Linked DNA regions of Cricetulus griseus: region 2 is linked to region 1. Evidence: chromatin contacts called from public Micro-C data. All regions are on one chromosome and are shown on one strand. The core of a region is the stretch at or near the end of the contact, and the rest is flanking DNA. Distances in the headings are between cores, read along the strand shown.

Region 1 (2,724 bases), core at 61-2,560:
CCTCCCGAGTGCTGGGATTAAAGGCATGCGCCACCAACGCCCGGCCCCAGGTTTTTTTTTTTGTTGTTGTTGTCGTTGTTTTTGGTTTTTGTTTTGTTTTGTTTTTCGAGACAGGGTTTCTCTGTGGCTTTGGAGCCTATCCTGGAACTCACGCTGTACTCCAGGCTGGCCTCGAACTCACAGAAATCCCCCTGCCTCTGCCTCCCGAGTGCTGGGATTAAAGGCGTATGACACCAACGCCCAGCTGAAACAGTTTATTTTTAAAAGAACAGAGACATCTGGGCGGTGGTGTCTCTCGCCTTTAATCCCAGCACTTGGGAGGCAGAGGCAGATGGATCTTTGTGGGTTCGAGACTAGCTCTGGTCTACAGAGCGAGTTCCAGGACAGCCTCCAAAGCTACAGAGAAACCCTGTCTTGAAAAAGAAAGAAAGAAAGAAAGAAAGAAAGAAAGAAAGAAAGAAAGAAAGAAAGAAACAAACAAACAACAGAGGTATAGATGCTGAGGTAGAGATTGAAGCTCAAACCCAGCCTATGGCAAGGGTGTGTGTGTGAGCGAGATAGACAGACAGAGACTGAAATACTGAGATTGTGAGTAAAGGAGCAAATTAAAAAACCAGAGATAGTGCTGACCTGCAGATATACAGGGAAGGGTCCCCATTTTTGCTCTATGAATAGGCAAATACAGCTCGCCCTGCTTTAAATCTGAACAAAGATCCCTGACCATTCCCTTCCTCTCCTCCTATCCTCATCTTTTCCCTGCCTCCCCCAAGGTGGGGGTGGGGTGTAAAAAAAAAAAAGGCAGAGAAATACCCATTTTATTTTCTTCTCCATGTATTAGTTCAGGTCTGTGAAAGGTCATGGAGAGACTATTCTTCGAGAAGACCTGGAAGGTCCCCTCTTCTGGCTCAGTCCAAGGAACAATTTTCTTTGCCTCAGGCCTGATTCTTAGGAGGGAAGGGCAGAGCAGGGCAGGGCAAGGCAGGCTGTCCTCTTCAGCCTTCTTGCTCAATTCCATCTGGGGTGGAGGAGTTGAAATTACGCATCTTCAGGTGACCCAACCCCTCCCAGCCACCTGCCCACTGATATAGATCGACAAGAGGGCCCACAGAGGAGCACAGTCTCAGACAAAAGCAGCGGTAGGAGGCTTGGTCACTACCTGCTGTTTGCAAGGAAGAAGGACAAAGCTGACATGATCTCTGCCAGCATTTGGCCCTCCGAACGCGGAGTGGGCGGGCCCTCTTTACGAATCTGCCCAGAGCAGTGGGGGTGGGGGCGTGGATTGCTCCTGCACCTCGTGCACCTAAGAACAGTTGCTCTCTCGGATGCAGCGGGTAGGAAGCAGTTTCTCCACCGGGCAACAAGAGCTGGGGGAGAACCGGGTGACGTCCCGATGTCCCAGCGTTGCTTTGTCTGAAGGATATCCAGTGGCCATACTACCCGTGAGGCTGCTCAAGAATGATCTGGCTGTGGTGCCGAGCAATAGCCGGGTGCACGCAAATTTCCAGATGAAGTTGGATGCCCAAGGCTTCGCTCCGGAGGAGCTGATGGTGCGGGTGGACGGCCAGAACCTGACAGTGACCGGTCAGCGGCAAGAGGTGTCGAATGACGGGGTCAGGGGCGGTTACCGAATAGAGCAGACGATGCACCGGCAAATGCTGCTCCCACCGAACTTAGATCTTGCAGCCATGACCTGCAACCTGACACCCTCTGGCCATCTGTGGGTCCTGGGACAAAAAAGGTCACTACCTCCCCCTGAAGCCCAAGGCCACGGCCCGAGATTCAAGAGCCGGGCATCTAAGCACTCCAACTGATCCTGACCCATTAAACAACCGAGTTGTGCAGCAGTCTTAGGAGTCCCTCAGCGTTTTTTTCTAAGGATGGAGGGTTGGAGCTGCAGGGAAGAGGTGGCCAGGGTAGGCATCTCAGCAGGTAGTAATTACACTGATTAATCGGGAGAGGAGTGTGGACTTAGCTAATAACAACAGCTCCAGCAGGGAGCAGCAGAGGGCTGGGATGGCCTATGGCAATTTTCAGACTCAATGGATGGTCCTGAACCAGGATGGACAGTGTTAAACCTGGCAAGGGGTGCTATGGAGGACAGGTGGTGATGAGCTGCAGCACTGGCCTTACGAGCAATCTTCAGTGTTTCTCTTTAGGGAGAGGACAGAAGAATGGGTGTCAGAAACCTAATGCAGTCCTACCAAAAAACCAAAACCAAAACCCTTGGAGGTCACTACAGACACCAACAATGGAAATACAGGTTGCATATCCTTTAATGTAAGCTGAGGGGAGCCCGGGGTCAGCCCCAGACCAGTCCTGTCTTCCTACACCATCAGAGCTGCCACCAGCAGGGCCTCTTTCTTTTGGTTACCATGACCACCAGCATCCTCTCACACGCAGGGGGTGGAGCCATTTAATCAGACTGGATGATTCATTTATATTAACTTCAGGAAAAATAGAAAGTATATGTATGGCCTGACAAACTCTGCCAGAGAAAGACGAGGAAGACAAGTGTGAGGTCGATCGATCGGCTGACTATATTGACAAGATACTGATTGGTTACATGTTGAAGAAAACATACAATACAAAATACAGAAAAAGTTGGTTCCGTCCCCTCCCACTCCCCCCCCCCTTACCCACCCATCCCCAAATACTCATCATCGTGATTTGGTCAGAATAGGGCTCAGAGCCAGAAGTCAGGGTGACCAAGGGTGGAGGGGTCCT
Region 2 (2,724 bases), core at 111-2,610, 150 kb after region 1:
TTACACCCCCTCAAGTTCTCAATTCCTTTCCTCGTGATCCTGCCAAGTAAAGTCACCGTGACCACATACAGAGGGTGGGGAGAACCCAGGCATTTCAACTTCTGCAGAAGAACTTCAGGTTTTCCCCCCTCTAAAGTAAAAAAGAATAAAACTGGGGAGATCTCAAAGGCCAGAAAGAGGGATTAGGAACTAGGAATGCAAAGAAAAGATACAAGAAGGAATTAGTGAGAGAGGAAGCCAATGAGAAAGATCCCCCAGGCAACTGAGTCTTGGCCCAGATGGGCTATGAGTAGGCAGCCAGGCTGGCCCCTCCTTTGGTACTGCCCATGCCAGCTGCCAGGCAGAGAGGAGGCCCAGAGGAGAGGGAAGCTGGGCAAAGGGGATGGCAGACTTCCAGCCTGGCCTTGTCCAACCCTTGGGCCTTGAGGGGGAACTCTTAGGGATGGGGACTCTGATCCAGGCAAAGCTCCAGGGAGCAGGTTTGCTGCCATGGCAAAGTCTGCAGGCAGATGTTTAGTTGAGAAAAGCAAAATACCGCTTCCTGGGCCTTTTTTCAAGGTAGAACCAGCCTCAGATGGGCGTCTTTTAGGTGACAGAGGGGATGAATAGTTTATGGGTCACAGTCTGCTGATGAGGCCACGTGACCACAGTGTGGTCCTGGGCAGGCCCCTTCTCTTCTCTGGATTGACATTTCTTACCTGCAAAGGTCGGAAAGGGGGTGGAAGGTTGAAGCGCATGGTTGCCAAGGTCTTTCTTGGTCCTGCTTTAAGGGGGAAGGTCACATGGTGGGAGTCATGCAAGGAGAGAAGTGGGGAGACCTTAGAGGTGAGCTTGGCTTTTCTGGAATCCCCAGTTTCTCTAAAGTTTTGACTCTGCAGGGTCATAGAAGCCACACCCGCCACACCCACTACACCTGTGAGCGCGCGCGAGCGCGCACTCACACACACAAGCACGCACTCACACCAGACTTTGTTAATCTACAGACAGAGAAAGAGAAGATGACGACAGAGGCAGGTGGCATCCACAGGTAGGCTTTTTCTTCCTCCTCTCACTTTTTTCTTTTCTTTTTTTTTTTTTCTTTTTTTTTTCCTTCCCTAGTTAACAGATGATAAAACCGAGGCCCTAGTTTGGGATTTCCAGAGTTCGGGACTTCCCGGCACCCCGGCTGCTCCAGCTCAGCTGTCCCAGGACGCTCACCCTCACTCCCTCACTCCCCCCCTCCCACCAGCCGGAGCCGCAGGGGAGCACAAACCGGGGCTCCCGAGGGACCGGGTCGTCGGGGCGGTCCTCTGCACGGCGCCGCCCAGCCGGGTGGTCTGTTGGGTTCCCCCGTAGCTGCAGCGCACTCGCTGGGGAGCCGGGGTGCCGGAGAGCCGGCGATCGAGGGCGGAGGCAAGGAGGGAGCGACGGCCGCTGGGAGGGGTGCTGGCGCGAGCTCGCGCGCTGTGTATGGTCTATCGCAGGCAGCTGACCTTTGAGGAGGAAATCGCTGCTCTCTGCTCCTTCCTGTAGTAACAGCCGCCACCACCGCAGCCGTCAAGAGCCGTCAGGAACGGTCAGGAGCCCGGACCGGGAGCGACAGCAGCAGGCGTTCCTCAGCACCAGGTGGGTGGGTCGGCGTGGCGTGGCGTTGGCGCGTGGATAGGGGATTTAGGCTGCAGCCGCGTCCTTGGGACCCAGCACCCTAGAGTCCCCTCTGGCCTGACACCGGGCAAACATCGGTCTGGGCTTCGAGTGGGAGCTTCAGAGGAATCAGGGACGAGGAACCCGTGCAGGGGGCAGCCAGGGGTGGACGCACCCAGAGGCACCGATACTGTCAGGCTCCACCTGGAGCGGGCAGACCCTGGAGTGCAGCCCAGGGCTACTCTAAAGACAGTCGATCTCTTAGTCCTCTCTCCCTGACAGCCCCAGACACGTGCCTGAGGAGACTCGGACCTCGAGTGACGGTCGCTGCATTGCCCTAACTTTCGGCTTGGCATAGCTTCCCTTCCCAGAAATTGAGAGTGTGGGTCAGAGGCTGGGTGGGAAGAAATTTTGCAGTCGTTTCTTGGTCGGGGGACTGTGGGCCTCTGTCTCTTAAGTTTCTCTTTCGGTTTGTAGACCCCTTTAGTTAGGGGATGACACGAAGAGGAAAGGGGACAGGAAGAGAGGAGGGCATCTGCCTACCCAGATCTCCACCCCCAGCCTCGAGGGTTCCTTGTTGGAAGGGAAGGGTAGCCATCTCTCTTCCCGCACAGGAAAGCGTGCCTGGGGTGAGGGAGGAGCCTGGCCTCACCGCAGTCCTTAGGTCCTTTGGTGGCACTGCAGGGCACAGGCAGGCCAGAAACCTCTGCGGAACAAATGGCTTACCTTCTCCTCTAGGTGAACAGCCATGGCGGGCTGGATTCAGGCCCAGCAGCTGCAGGGCGATGCGCTGCGCCAGATGCAAGTGCTCTACGGGCAGCATTTCCCCATCGAGGTCCGGCACTACCTGGCCCAGTGGATCGAGAGTCAGCCCTGGTAGGTGTCCCATGCCCTGAACCTTCGCCTTCAGTGTGGGTCCCTGCTATCCAGGCCAAAGGGTCTCTTCGTTGTGGTTTGGTGTGATTCTGATTCTATCTGTCCTTGTGCGGAAGGGGTGGTGTCCCCGGGAAAGGGGAAGAGGGCAATGGGAGCTACCGAGGGGAGACTTTTCTCGACTTTGATGCACAGCCGCCAGGAGCGAGTCTTGTGGGACTGCAACGC

Evidence for each region. Hi-C and Micro-C count contacts between places; a contact is called where the count stands out from the background.
Region 2: a contact with region 1 is called in a Micro-C map of the CHO-K1 cell line, with 2.0 times the contacts expected there. The contact joins the promoter of LOC100755571 here to the promoter of Hspb9 in region 1. A contact is called at or near these places in 2 of 8 Hi-C or Micro-C datasets (both in the CHO-K1 cell line).

What each region holds. Positions count from the first base shown.
Region 1 is chr7:113,754,341-113,757,064 of CriGri-PICRH-1.0, forward strand. Hspb9 (heat shock protein beta-9) reads left to right here and starts at 1,311. Exons shown (of 1, transcript XM_035448155.1): 1 at 1,311-1,811. The coding sequence starts at 1,323. The coding sequence ends at 1,811. It overlaps Rab5c (ras-related protein Rab-5C), which reads right to left. Exons shown (of 6, transcript XM_027428140.2): 6 at 2,256-2,724.
Region 2 is chr7:113,899,559-113,902,282 of CriGri-PICRH-1.0, forward strand. LOC100755571 (signal transducer and activator of transcription 5A) reads left to right here and starts at 1,361. Exons shown (of 18, transcript XM_027428132.2): 1 at 1,361-1,605; 2 at 2,362-2,499. The coding sequence starts at 2,372.